Linked DNA regions of Mus musculus: regions 2 and 3 are each linked to region 1. The links are chromatin contacts, called in public HiChIP or PLAC-seq and promoter capture Hi-C maps. All regions are on one chromosome and are shown on one strand. The core of a region is the stretch at or near the end of the contact, and the rest is flanking DNA. Distances in the headings are between cores, read along the strand shown.

Region 1 (4,730 bases), core at 1,449-3,948:
TGAGCCGTCTCTTCAACCCCCAGAGTAGCCTTTTTAAAAAGACCAGGCTACACAGTCGGTGAGATGGCTAAGCAGTTAAGATCAAGTACTGCCCTTGCAGCTTGATTCCCAGCACTTGTGTTGGGCAGCTCAACATGGTCTGTAATGCCAGCCGCAGAGGGATCGGTTCTGGCTTCCATGGCACCTGTGCCTACATGCACATATCTACCCACCCACCTTCCACTACTAAAAAGTAATATTAAAGGAGGAAAGACCAGGCTACACTTAAAATTTTGTTATGGGTTAGGGGAAGTCACAAAACAGTCTTTACAACATCTGGACCCATGGTGTGTGGGGGGGAAGGGGGGCTTTCATCTCTTGAAATAAAATACAAATACAGGCTGGAAAGATGGCTCAGTGGTTAAGAGCACGGGCTGCTCCACCAGAGGTCCTGAGTTCAAATCCCAGCACCCACATGGTAGCTCACAACCACCTGTAATGGGATCTGATGCTCTCTTCTGTCACACTGGCATATGTGCAAATACAATGCTCATATACATAAATAAATAAATCTTAAAAAAACAACAAATACAAGAGGAAAGAAAATCCTACATTTGCACCAACTCAGTCTAATATTTTTCTCCCGTAAAGAAGCATACAATACCTTGGGCAGAGGGGCGGGGGCCAGGAACAATCTCCCTCAGAAGGGGGTGAAACTCTGAAAGCTGCAGCATCTGAGAAAGCAAGCGGAGCGTGGGCAAAGTGCTGGGGGCACAGAATCCCATAAACTCAGCCCCCCCCCCCCCCCCCCGTGTTCCATGAACAACACCCTTCCTGCCTTCCTTACACCATCTTCAACGCTCTCTCTTAGCAGCTGGTCCAGTGCATTCTGTCTGGGATGAGTATTCTGCAAACAAGATGATGAAAAGAATTCCCACCTTGAACAACGTTCTCCCTGTAAGCCCTGATCTCCTAACATTCCAGAGGGAGAAAGTGTAACAGAAGCTTCCAGGCTGGCTGCTGCAGCAACAGAATTTCCCTGCACGGGGGTGGGGGTGTCTCAACGTGCCTTGGGGCTCCCAGTCAAGTACTTAAAATCCTTAGAATCAGAAGGTCATCTCACCTGCAACAGCAAACTGAGCTCGGTGCGAAGCAGCAGTACTTCTAGTGTGACAACAGCAACCTGGTATTCATCTGGTTCCTCCTGCCCTTCGGGGAAACTCAATCCATCTGGGCGCTCCTCAGTATAGCCATACAACCGTAGTACATCCCGGCCACCCTGGCACACATTCAGGACCCGGTCACCATCTAACAGACCTCCTAGGCAATAGAGCTGGTCCCCCACTCAGCACACCCTCAAGCCTTTCTGGTCAACCCTAAGCACAGGTCTAGTCCCCTTCTCCGATAAGGTCCAAGAGTTTCACCTGCACAGCATCCACCGTGCTGCGAAAGACGGGGTTATTAAACTTCACTGAGCGCCAATACCGGGGCCGCTGCGGGCTGAGGAGGTTGCGACCATATTTTTCCAGGATGTTCAGGGCCGTGGATAGGGTGTTGAGGTAGTTTCGAGGCTGGGAGCATTCAGAAAAGCAGAGTCGTGAGCCTAGCCCACCTGGCCTCTGAGCCTAGGTCCCCTTCCATGGAGCGCCGGGCGGGCTTGACCTCACCTCCCCATGAGCGTTGCAGCGGACCAAGCGTCCGGCGTCCAGCTGCAGGTAGCGGGCGGCTGGTGGCAGAGAGGTGGCCAGAAGCGGCATGAGCTGCTCCAGGGGAAAAACCTGCGCAGAATCCCACCTCAGGGCGCTCGCCAGCTCCTCGCGGGCCGCCAGGAAGCCTCGCTCCTCGTCTCCCGGCATCCTGAGACTGGAGACAGGCTCAGCTTCTCTGCCCTCCAGGGGCTGGCGCAGGTGCGCGCGGCGCCACAGCAGCCCGGGTCACTTAAGCCACCGCCCCGCTCAGCCCCATCCACGGCCAGGGTTACCGGGAACAGGAAGTCCTGGCAGAGAGGGCGGGACTGTGGGCCACTTTAGAGGAAAAGGAGGGTTCGGAGTGACGGTAAAGCTGAGATCAGGAAGGGTGGCCAGGTCGCCGCCAATGAAGAAGCCGCGGCCCGGGCTCCTCCCATAATGCTACGGAACCTTTTCCTTCCGAATCAGGCTCTCTTCTTCGCCTTCCCTTAAACTATCCCGCCCCTTCCGGAGGGACCCACCTCCCATGCGAGGGGTTAATTTTGCCCAGAGCTTTGCTATCTTTATTTCCATAGTGTTGGTTCTGTTCCATTCCCCGGCGGGGAAGTCCCACCTTATCGGGGACCGGCTCTGGCTGCCCTTAGCCCGGCTCAGGCGGGCTCCTCCCTTCTCTAGTCTGTCCTGAAGGGAAGGCAGTCCCGCTCGTCCTGCTCCCTTCCATCTTGCCAGGCTTTCCTCCTTCTTATCCTTCCTACTCTCTCGGATCCTACTTGGTCCCCTCCTCAGTCTAGCGTCATGGAACCCCACCTCTGGGTACCCCCTTTCCTATTGTCCCACCCTCTCTCAGTCCAGTACTTCCCCTGGACGGTCCATACTATAAGCTCCGCCCTTCTCGAGAGGCCGCCTCTATTTGAGTCTCCGCCGTCCCACGCTTTCCTAGCTCCTCCCTTGGACAGCCCCTGATGATGAAGCCAACACCGCCCTTCCTAGTGGCAACTAGCTGGGAATGGCTGAGGGGGTACTACTCACGGTTGGTGGCCGGCCAGGAGGAGGAGAAAAAAGGGAGGGGGCGTGGCTGAGGGGGGTGGGTCTGGGCCTGGAGAGTGAAAGCGAAAGCTGGGGCTGCTAGCCCAGGCTCGAGAGCTGCCAAGTGGGGGGAAGCATGGCCAAGCCTTGTGGGGTCCGCTTGAGTGGAGAAGCCCGAAAACAGGTAAATGGGAACCGAAGCCAGGAAGGAGTGAGAAGTCCTAACGGAGATAAAGCTCGGTGCTCCTGGGCACCAATGGGGCCTTGCGAGCGAACTCCACCGGCCTCTCTTTCTTTAGGGCTTTCTTTCACTTCTGCTCAGGGATTGCCAGTGCCGTGTCCTCGAGCCAATCTGTGCACTGAGCAGGCTCCTCCAGGGGGAAACTAGCTTTGTGGGACAGGTTTGGGCTAGAGTTGGAAGGCACCTAGGTTGGGAGTGGGCCCTTATTCTATACAAACTAAACCCTAACCAGCATCCGGCTACTTCTGTCTGTGCAGGTGGATGTCTTCAGACAAAATCTTTTCCAGGAGGTAAGTCTCTGAATTCAGTCGATGTAACCCAGAGTCTTAGTGCAGAACTCTAGGGCCACAAGCTCTGAGTAACCCACCAGTTCACCTTAATTTTGGTGTCTCCGAACCTTCATGCTTACTCAAGGTGAACTGCAATGATTTGTTTCTACTTGTAATCTGATCAATCTTAGAACTCTTAACTGCTTTTGCCACTCCCCTTGAATGGAAAGGTAAAGATGTCGCCCAAAGGGAAAACCCCATAGCCCTACTTCTGCCCTTCATGAGATTGGGCAAGTCCCTTTATTTCCAGGGCTAGGGTTTCCTCATACGAGAGTCTTGAGCTCAGTGATTTCCATGGGCCAACTTCTGATACGTATCAACAAACCTCTTGCATGATTATTTTTGTAATGTAACTTGCAGGCTGATGACTTCCTCTGCACTTTCTTGCCACGGAAAATCATATCCCTGAGTCAGCTCTTGCAGGTGAGTAGTATAGACCCCTCTGCTCCATCTCCTGACACCTCTCATCACCCATCTGACGGGCATCAGCATGCTGGGAGCTGAGTGAGCCTGGCCGGGTGTGGTGGCACACACGTTTAATCCCAGCACTCGGGAGGCAGAGGCAGGCGGATTTCTGAGTTCGAGGCCAGCCTGGTCTACAAAGTGAGTTCCAGGACAGCCAGGGCTATACAGAGAAACCCTGTCTCAAAAAAAAAAAAAGGCTTGAGCCTGGGTTGGGAGGAAGAGAGATGGAAGGCTGTGTCTGGTGAAGGGAGGAGGCTGGGTAGTGTCTGAGAATAAATTCTACAGGAGGATTCCCTCAATGTGGCCGACCTCTCCTCCCTCCGGGCTCCTCTGGACATCCCTATCCCAGATCCTCCACCCAAGGATGACGAGGTAAGGCATTCAGTGTGCAGAGCCTGAACTCTAAGCCAGTGGCAACACCACCACAGTGTGGCAGCCTCCAAGACTGTTCTAAAGCTGCTTTCCTTATTTTGCCTTAGATGGAAACAGACAAGCAGGAGAAGAAGGAAGGTAATGGAGACCTGGTGAGGAGGGGGGAGGCTGGTGCAGGGATGTGGGTGACATAAAGGCCCCACTCTCATCTTTCTCTTAGTCCCTAAGTGTGGCTACCTCCCGGGGAACGAGAAGCTTCTGGCCTTGCTCGCTTTGGTTAAGCCAGAAGTCTGGACTCTCAAAGAGAAGTGCATTCTGGTGAGCCTGGGCCCTGGGGGAGGTGGGAAGAAAAGCACAGCACAGCTGTGGTCCAGTCAGAGATGCAGGTCTTCAACCCAGAGACCTAATATATAATAAGACTGGCTTTTGTGTCTTGGATATATATGGATGGATATGTGTGTGTGTGTGTATATATCTAGATATCTAGATATATACTTTTTAATTGTGTGTTTGTGTGCACCCAGGCATGTGCAGGTAGGTTTTCCATTTCGTGTATGTACTGGAATTCACTTTGTAGACCAGGCTGGCCTCGAACTCAGAAATCTGCCTGCCTCTGCCTCCCGAGTGCTG
Region 2 (4,730 bases), core at 627-3,126, 880 kb after region 1:
GTGGAGTTAGAGGGGATGGGATGGAGGACTCATCAAGGGTACTTTCTCTAACTTGTGGACAAGTCACATTTACAGTTTTATTTTAGTGTTCAATGACATACATATCCTATCAAAGTTTACCTCCACTGTAACCCCTCACAGTTACCCGATCCTTGGAATACCCAGCTTAGAAACTGTTCTATTCTTAGGGCTGGAGAAAGAGTTCAAGGGTTCAGAGCACTCACTGCTCTTCCAGAGGACCTGAGTTTGACTCCAGGCATTCACACTGGGTGCCTCACAACTGCCTGTAATTCCAGCTCCAGGAGATCTGATGTCTCTGGCTTCCATGGGTACCTGGAAGTGTGCACACACATACACAAACACACACACACCACACACACACACACCACACACACCACACACACACACACACCACACACACCACACAAACACACACACACCACACCACACACACACATACCACACAACACAACACACACACACACAACACACACACACACTCACATACTTTAGAATAATGAAAATAAATTCATTTTAAAAATTCTGTCCCTCCCCCTAGAACATCTGTTTGCAATAAAAGAGCCAGGAAGGTATGGTAGCACAGCTATCAACTCAGCTCCGTGGAGAATGAAGCAGGAAGATGAGAGTTCAAGGCCAGGCTAGGCTAAAAGGGAGGCTCAACCTAAAAAAAAACAAACAACTGAAAAGTGACACACTTCTCATGTCTCTGTGTTCTTTTCTTGTCAGTAAATCCAGAACCGTGTCTGAAGCAGGGCCACAACCAAACTGGAGAGAGCAGGAAGTTCCGAACAAAACAGAAAAATGAACTTTGGGGGTTAGTAGAAGATCAAGAAGGGCGGGCAGGCAGCTACCAGCTTCTCCTTCGGACCCCGAAACAGCCCCAGGAAGAGGTGAGGACAAGAGAGAAGACTTCTCAAGCCTACAAGAGGAAGTGGACCCGAGAGACACGCACAGGTCAGAAAACAAGGGCCTGCATGCAGCTCAGGGCACAGGAAATAGGAGGCAGAGCCTCAGGCCAGCGCGGGTGGGGTCAGCCAGAACAGCTTTTAGGGTGGAGCAACTGGGACCTCCAGCAGATCCTTTCTGTTGGTTCTGAGGCTGCAGCTTGCCTGGGCCTGAGGTACAGGACCCATGTCTTGACCAGAAACCTCAGCTATGTCCTGGCAGCCCCGGACTGTGCCAGGCTGCTAGCCATAGCCAGATCTGGAGACATGCACACAAGCCCTGTGCAAAGACCTAACCGAAGAACCTTAATAGGGGCCCTCTGGAGGCAAAGGCAGGCAGAACTCTGTGAGTTCAAGGCCAGCCTGAGCTACATCGTGAGACCCTGTCTCAAAACTAGCAAATGGGCATACCCTGTACTAGGGCCAGGGGTAGCTTGGTCCTAGAATCTACTACTACTTCCCAAACCCTTCAAACAATGATGGTCTACACAGAGAAAAATGTCTTGGGAGGTGGGGCTACAGAAGGAACTGACTTACCCCGGGGTAGGTGGAGTTCAGGACTTGGGGGTGGGGGCGGGGAGGGGGGGGGACGGGACAGGGAGGAAGATGCATCAAGGGAGGAGTTTAGACCAAGTTGGCACTGGGGGAATGCTTTGTCTATTGGCTCTGGCTTGACACCTCACTCTGCACAGGTCTCTTTGGAAATCGGAGGAAGACAGATATTCAGAGAAGCTACTCTGGGCAAGGGATTAGAATCCCTTGAACTCGCAGGGCAAAAAGGGCCATTTTCTCAAACAGCAACTTCTGGACTGTGGCTGGGGCCTTCGCAAAGAGCGCCCTAACTGCTAAGCACCCCTCCCTCCGGGGTGTGCCCTGCCCCTCCCTTAGTCACCCCAAGGAGAGAGAGGAAAAGGGAAGAAAGGAAGAGGTACTGACTACAGAAGGAAAGGGAAGCAGAGGAGGAGAGAAGCCACGTAGGAGTTGGTGACGGAGAAGACCAGAGAGGGCAAACCTAGGGCAAATCTAGGACCGGGGGAGATCCAAGAAAGGGCAGGCTGAGCATCCCAACGGGCGGGCGCCCCCAGCACAGGACCCAGGGGCGGGGAGCCAAGGGGGCGGGCCGGCCATGTCCCACGGGACCTACTATGAGTGCGAGCCTCGGGGTGGCCAGCAGCCACTTGAGTTCTCAGGGGGTCGAGCTGGGCCCGGGGAGCTGGGGGACATGTGTGAGCATGAGGCCTCCATCGACCTCTCCGCCTACATCGAGTCTGGGGAAGAACAGCTACTTTCTGACCTCTTTGCCATGAAGCCAACGCCTGAAGCCCGAAGCCTTAAGGGCCCAGGAGCCCCCTCGTTTCCTCACTACCTGCCGGCTGACCCTCGGCCATTCGCCTATCCCTCACACACATTTGGCCCAGATAGGAAGGCTTTGGGGCCTGGCATCTACAGCAACCCAGGGAGCTACGACCCCAGGGCTGTGGCGGTGAAGGAGGAGCCTCGTGGGCCAGAGGGCAACCGAGGCACCAGTCGAGGCAGCTACAATCCCCTGCAGTACCAAGTGGCACACTGCGGGCAGACAGCCGTGCACCTCCCCCCGACCCTGGCAGCACCTGGCCAGCCCTTGCGTGTCCTCAAGGTAAGACCAAGGTAGCTCTCCCCGCTTCTTCCCCCCAGGGTGGAGCAAGGTGGGTGGTTGAGGGAATTCTGACTACTGGGCTTCCCTAACAAGTCTATGTTTGGTGCTCCTCTGTGAACATGCCCTACCCCAAGGTCCTGTTTCCCAACTCTGTGAATTTATTTCTTAGAACTCGGCTGTGTCCTGAAGACACTTGTAATAGCTGCTCTGCCCTGATCTCAGGCAGGACCAGGTTTCCTGCTGTGCACTATACCTCTTGCTTCTCTGCTGCCTGCTTTTGGATGAGGAAACATGGCTGACTAGAATTTTAGAACGGGAGACTTATTACAGACAAACCAAAGGGAAGGGAATAATGAGAGCATGATAGAAAGCTTTGGTCTCAGACCAAGGACCATATGTATCTGGGTTACGGTCCTTCACAGAGACAGGGAGATGGATGCCTGGGAGATCGGAGCTCTCTGGGAGTCCTGTATCCCTTTGAGGCCTCACATATGCTCTCCCTGCTGGGTTTCCTGCTTAGCCTTCACTCTGCCTCCTGGTGGACCCTCACCTCTCTGTCCCCCTTACCCTCCAGGCCCCTGTGGCAGCTGCTGCCCCTCCCTGCAGTCCCCTTCTCAAGGCACCCTCCCCTGCTGGCCCCTCACACAAGGGCAAGAAGGCAGTGAACAAAGATAGCCTGGAGTACCGACTGCGACGTGAACGTAACAACATCGCGGTGCGCAAGAGCCGGGACAAGGCCAAGAGGCGCATTATGGAGACTCAGCAGAAGGTCCTGGAGTACATGGCTGAAAACGAGCGTCTGCGCAACCGCGTAGACCAGCTCACTCAGGAGCTAGACACTCTGCGCAACCTCTTCCGCCAGATCCCTGAGGCTGCTAGCCTCATCAAGGGTGTCGGGGGCTGCAGCTGAGCCTGCCTGGCAGACTGTGGGCACCAGACCCTAAGGGCCCCGCCCACCCTTCTAGGTCCCCAGAGTCCTGAACAGGCCAAGCCTGAGACAGAGATCGTGGACAATGGCAGCCAGTAATTGGGAAGGTCGGGACCAAATGATTCTGTGGCTGAATAAACTGCACTGTTACTTGATGCTGAAGCTGTTCACTGGGTCTTGGGCCTGGGCCTGGTGGGAGGGGATACCCATGGAGGACCCCAAGGGCAGGGAATACATGTGGCTAGTCCACATAGTCTTGACTCCATGTCCAAATGAATGCCTAGAAATACTAACATGCCGCCCACGGCTGGCTCTGTCCATCACACCCTCCAGCCTAGCCTCAGCCTGTCCCTCTGCTTCTCTGTCACTTCACCTCCATGTCCACCCCACCTACCCACTTGGTCCTTTGTACATCGAGTGTGTGCTTGCTACCACCACAGTGCATGCCAGTGTCTGGAGCAGCCTCTGCATTCTGCCCTGAGAGAATCCTGGGGCTCTGATGACCCCAGTGCCACACAACTCCAGTGCCAGCCCCACTGGCCTAGGGCCTGCTCTCTGACTTTAGGCCTCAGAGCTCATTTCCCAGGTGACCAAGAGAAAGCTTTCTGATGACTCTGCCATATTTGTGGTCCCTTGGCTCTTGATCCAGCATTCTGCCTCTTGTCTTGTTCTACATCCTCACTCCCATCTTTATCCTTCATCCCCGCAGGCCACTGGAGAAGGTAAGCCCAGGAGAAACCAGTTAGGATCTGGTGTGTATGTGAGAACCCTGACCCCGAGGAAGCCAATGACAAGTCAGTCTGTGCCTGCGACTCCCCCCTCCCCACTCCAGGTGGTTTCTTCCCCATAGAACTGCGGCCCAGGAAGCAAAACCGTACAGTAGTAGAGGGCGTCAGCTTGCTGTCTCACCTTGAACCAGTTACCTCTCCCTTCCGTGCCTCGGTTTCCTCATCGGCACAGGAGGAATCTGAGTGCCTAGCCCGCATTGTTACTTTCACAGAAAAATGGAGTTTGACATGTGGTGGGCGTGAGTGTTTGTTCCAGCTCTATTTTGCTAAATGTAAAAAGACATCCGTTATCTAGACTTCTCATTCTGCAGGTGAGGAGCCTGGAGCCTGTGAGAGGGATAGGGAGAGAGGAGACCACTAGAATCACACAACTATTTAGAGGTAGAATCAAAATTAGCTCCATGAAATCACAG
Region 3 (4,730 bases), core at 1,382-3,881, 600 kb after region 1:
TTTCCGCTGGTCTCCACTGGCATGTTCACAGCAAATGGCTCCTATTTGGACCTGACATTTGATCAGTGTGGTGACAGAGCCCAGACAAAGCAGGCACAATGCCTGGGGAGGGGAGGCTCGGGAGGCGGATCACCTTCCTTCTGTCCAGGCCTTATTTGGTCGACCTCAGCGAAGCAGCCTCCCTTTTTATTTATAGCACTTGCTGCCCCTTTGTCTTGTCTCTTGTCACTCTGTAGTGTGCTCCACATCACCACCCACTCCTCACATGGGTTCGGGCCCCCATTCTCTCCACTAGGAATGTCACGCACGCATGCAAAGCACAAGCTGTACTCTGAAGCCTGGGTCCACTGCTACAATCAGCTGGACAAAGCTCCCGGAGCAGGGGTCTTTGCTTTGGTTCATTGTTACGTATCTCCATTGACCACATCAGTGCCAAGCTCAAAGTTGGCCCTCAATGAATACTCACATAGGAAAGGATGGGAAGAGCCACCCAACCGCCAACAGCAGCAAGCAGGAGGCCAAACATCTGGGATATGAGACAGAGATCTTAAAATTAGGAAACTGGCTTTTAAATTCTGCCTTGCAGAGTTGAGAACAATACTCCAAAAACACCTTTAGACCAAAGCCCTCCAAACCTGAAAGAAGGGGGAAAGGGTGTGTGGCTAAGTTGTAGAGATGGCTACCTAATCCCACAGCCACACAGGTTGGCCCCACTCAAAGACACTGGCTTTAAAATGGCTCGCCTGAGTCCCAAGCTTTCTTTATCCATCTCAGTGCGTGCACCTGTGCCTGAGCCCTCTCCCAGAGCATGGCGGGAAGGCACCTTCTTCTGTTGGGAAAGCTAGAAGAGCCTGGGAGAGCCTGGTGGTACGCCTTTAATCCCAGCACTTGGGAGGGAGAGGCAGGTGGATTTCTAAGTTCGAGGCCAGCCTGGTCTACAGAGTGAGTTCCAGGACAGCCAGGGCTATACAGAGAAACCCTGTCTCAAACCACCCCCCACCCCAAAAAAAAGAAGAGCCTGGGAGAGCTTTAGCCTTCCTTCGGCCCTGGAGGTTCCTCCTAGGGAGGCTGCTCTATTAATACCTGGCAGGGTCGCAAGACCAGTTCTTCAGCAACTGCAACTGCATTCTGAGGACTGCGGAGCTGCAGCTGCATTGAGGTGCAGCCCCTACAGTCTGTGGTCCTCCCCCCACCTTCCCCCTGCCTTCCCCCTGCACACTGCACACAGCTGCTCAGCATCCTTACCCCTGCTTTGGTTACCAAGAAACCCCACAGAAGCCCTTCCTGGATTTTTCCTTTCCCTGCCATGCCTACCCCACCTTCACAATGTACCTGCTTTGCTGGCAGCCCATCCCCCAGGCCTGCCTCTCTCCTTCAAACTGACATCTAATCAACTGGATTAATCCGCATGCGCTCAGAGCTGTGTTTGGGAAGAAAGGGGATTTCAAACTAAACCCTGAGTCTGTTGCCTAGACACCGAGCAGTGAAGCTTCTATAGCTGGAAGAACAAGAACGAGGCTGGGTGCCAGCGTTGCTCCCGGGGCCTGCAGGGGAAGACAAGGTCTCTCCTGTCCTGTCCCTCTCTCCACTAGGAAGAACAAAGATTGCACCCACGGCTAGACAGAGGCCAGGTGGACCAGGCAGCCGTAGCCATATCATCTACAGCCCTGGGTAACCCTGGGAGGCTCAGGCCTTGCGCCTCGAAAATCTGCAGGGCAGCGCTAGAACAGGAAAGGGCTCTAAAGCAGGACCATGAGCAACTGGTCCTCCTCCCCAAACAGCTTTGGCATACTTCTTAGCATCCCTAGCCCTCCTCCCCTGATTGGGATCAACTTCCTATCTGCTGAGGTTCCCCACTTTTGCTTCGCTGAAGCTGTGCAATCTTAGAGGAAGCATCTCCCACCCCCACCCCCACCCCCTAAAGCAAAGCACTTAAATGGATCACTAAAGATCTGCCTGGCTCTGAAGCACCATGATCCCAGGGACACATTGCCTGCTGGCCCAAGGAAAGCAGTGTGTGAGCCAGAATTCCTGTGTCCAAACTCTCTGGTCCTAACAGGAACCTACTACCTTCTATCTGCTCCAATCCAACCACCATACCAGAGCCATGCCCCCAACTCTGCCCTGCCCCTCTCAGCTGCTGTGACCCAACCCCTTCCCACCTCAGACAGATGCAGGACTCAAGCCAGGAGTGTGGGGAGGATACTGGAAATAGGGCCAGGCTAGCACTGGGGGCAAGGCTTCTAAGGGGGCAGCAATGCCAGGGTCAGCAGGACCCTCTTGCAGGCCAGCCAGGGCCCTGCCTGCTTGAGGTCGTGGTGGTCGTGGTCAGCTTACTCTCTAGTGAGCCGTGGAATGTTAGAGATATTTTTGCTTCACTTTAAGCTGCCCCACCCCCTGGAACTCAGACCCTGAACATGCCATGCCACAACAATGACGACCACTTCCAATTGTTTCCTAGCTGGGGGAGGAGGGGGGAGTACTGTTTGGACAAGGGAAGGGGGGGAGAGTCGGGGGAAATGCTTTTAGTGACAACAGCCCTTTCTAAATCTGGCTAGGGACTGGGTGCAGGTGGGGGATGGGGCACCCTGCTGCCCCATATATACAGCCCCTGAGACCAGGTCTGGCTCTGAGCATTCTCCTGCTGTTTCCTTACTTGCTACCCTCAGGTAGGAGTGGGAGCTGGAGGCTTCCCTCTGGGATAAGGGGCTCCAGGTTCAGGAAGTGATTCCTCTAGAACAGCAGCGGGCTTCTGGCATGTAGTACCAGGTTATCATTGAACACTCCTGTGCAGATCTAAATACGCATGCTTGTGCCGTAGGAATGTGGGAGCCCAAGTGTTCCAAGGTGGGGGGTGGATATCTATATGTGCATATGGCCCAGAATGCAATAGCAGTGTGTGAGCATGTGCGTGCATGTGTGCGTGCGCAAGTACAAGCACACATATCTTAAATGTAAGGATCAGTTTATATTTTATCACATAAGGTACCTCATGCCTGGTTACAAGCATTTTGGCAGAAGAGGGACAGAATGATGGAGAATAACTCTTAAGGAAGCCAGTTCTGTGAACACTAGAGCCTGCCTATGTTTGGGGAAGTGTCTGACTGTACATAGAGGGGTTATTACTATGTAGGATATGACCCTGCGTGTAGTCTCTGAAATAGCAGTTCACAGACATGCAGGTGTGGGGGGCTCTGGTCTTCGTATGCTGAAGAACACGCAGCCACAGGAGCCTGCCTATGTGCTGGGCTGTTTGCACATGAACACTGTGGGGAGCATGTGTGCTGAGGATGGAAGGAAGTTTACATTCACGTCAAGTGTGGGCACAAGCAGAAGGCATGTGTATTTATCAGGGCGTGTGCAGGGGAGGCTGGGGTGTGCGAGGGTAGTCAGAGGGCTGTTGGAATCATGAGGCTCGAGTCTGAAATCTGGACTCTGCTACTTGTCCTGTGCTCTGAGAAAAGTAAGGCTTCAGCCTCCACTTCCTCACGTACCCAAGGGGCAGCCGCGAGAGTGAACAGCAAGAGTGCATTGTGACTATTGTTGTGTTGTAGGTGGCTCCGAGAAAGGAAGCCTCAGCAGAGGAGTACAGGTAAGGGTAGAACAGCCCCTAAGGGCGGAGGACTGGGGCTCGGAGGTTGTTAGTCTTTGGGAGAAAGGAGATAGAGCTTGAAAAGGAAGGATGCCAGTGACCAGAAAGGCTGACCAGCGCTGCTAATCACTCTTCCACGTGCTGAAGAACAGAGCCAGAGAGGAGGGAGGTGCCAGAAGCCAGGCTGGGCCACAGCCTGTCCTGACACCGTCTCTTCCCTTTCTCCAGCTCTTCTACAGGCCTGGGCTTACCTCTCTATCACTAGACACGTTTGAGAATCCAAGGTGAGAAAAGTTGGAGTCCAAATGTTGGGAGATCTGGTAAAACTGCACATAGTTAAAGCCCAAAGCCCCAAGCCCAAAGCCTGGCAGGTTCCTTTCTGCCTGCTCAGAGACAATGGCCTGGTGTCCAGAAGCTTCATACTCAGGGCCAGTGAGGGGCAGGGACTATTGACAGTCAGAGATTGATACAGAGTTCTTTCCCCGAAATACGGTCAGGACACACTCAAAGAGTGCTCCAAGTGAACGAAAGTAAAGCTGCCCCCTTGCCTTGGCACAGTTGCCAGGCTGCTCTCTGGTTTAGGGGTGAGCCTGGAGAAGGGTAAACTCCTGAGTGCTGAGCACAGTACTGGATTTGGGAGCTGCCACTGAGCGGGAGAGCCCAAGGTGCGGGAAGGCATATAGGTAACAGCTGCTCCTCACCCCAGGCTCAGCCATGGCGGATGCAGAGATGGCTGCATTTGGGGCTGCAGCCCCCTTCCTGCGGAAGTCTGAGAAGGAGAGGCTGGAGGCACAGACCAGGCCCTTTGACCTCAAGAAAGATGTTTTTGTGCCCGATGACAAAGAAGAGTTTGTCAAGGCCAAGATCGTGTCCCGAGAGGGTGGCAAAGTCACTGCTGAGACGGAGAATGGCAAGGTAGGTGTCGGGACTGGTGTGGGGAGGCCACTCAAGAGAGCCCCATACCTAGGGTGCCCAGAGAGGGGACAGGCGTGCACACCTGAGGACCCCCAAGCTTCCCGTCCTTTGGGTAGGGTGGGGGTCCAAACTCTCCCAAAAGTCTCCTTACTCCCAACATCTAACTCCAGTCTCTCCTCAGCTATACACCCCCCCCCTGCCCCCAACTCCATACCTTGCCGTG

What was found. Promoter capture Hi-C pulls out the DNA fragments that hold promoters and counts their contacts. HiChIP or PLAC-seq counts read pairs in DNA pulled down with a chosen protein or histone mark.
Region 2: a contact with region 1 is called in a promoter capture Hi-C map of cranial neural crest. The contact joins the promoter of Cebpe here to the promoter of Psme2 in region 1. A contact is called at or near these places in 2 of 39 promoter capture datasets (cranial neural crest and hippocampal neurons), 2 of 115 datasets of contacts at active chromatin or transcription factors (astrocytes and microglia) and 1 of 9 other capture datasets (liver).
Region 3: a contact with region 1 is called in an H3K27ac HiChIP or PLAC-seq map of extraembryonic endoderm stem cells, with 2.7 times the contacts expected there. The contact joins the promoter of Myh7 here to the promoter of Psme2 in region 1. A contact is called at or near these places in 1 of 39 promoter capture datasets (cranial neural crest), 1 of 115 datasets of contacts at active chromatin or transcription factors (extraembryonic endoderm stem cells) and 1 of 9 other capture datasets (adipose tissue).

The regions. Positions count from the first base shown.
Region 1 is chr14:55,588,989-55,593,718 of GRCm38.p6, reverse strand. Psme2 (proteasome (prosome, macropain) activator subunit 2 (PA28 beta)) reads left to right here and starts at 2,698. Exons shown (of 11, transcript NM_011190.3): 1 at 2,698-2,877; 2 at 3,192-3,224; 3 at 3,624-3,686; 4 at 4,014-4,100; 5 at 4,208-4,238; 6 at 4,321-4,418. The coding sequence starts at 2,830. It overlaps Rnf31 (ring finger protein 31), which reads right to left and starts at 1,977. Exons shown (of 21, transcript NM_194346.3): 1 at 1,647-1,977; 2 at 1,404-1,550; 3 at 1,103-1,258; 4 at 827-886; 5 at 644-713. The coding sequence starts at 1,835.
Region 2 is chr14:54,709,320-54,714,049 of GRCm38.p6, reverse strand. It overlaps Cebpe (CCAAT/enhancer binding protein (C/EBP), epsilon), which reads left to right and starts at 1,876. Exons shown (of 2, transcript NM_207131.1): 1 at 1,876-2,601; 2 at 3,176-3,687. The coding sequence starts at 2,092. The coding sequence ends at 3,511.
Region 3 is chr14:54,992,450-54,997,179 of GRCm38.p6, reverse strand. It overlaps Myh7 (myosin, heavy polypeptide 7, cardiac muscle, beta), which reads left to right and starts at 2,631. Exons shown (of 41, transcript NM_080728.3): 1 at 2,631-2,669; 2 at 3,555-3,592; 3 at 3,821-3,876; 4 at 4,299-4,507. The coding sequence starts at 4,307. Gm31251 (a long non-coding RNA gene) reads right to left here. Exons shown (of 9, transcript XR_001781261.1): 7 at 467-526. RefSeq lists an enhancer at 1-286.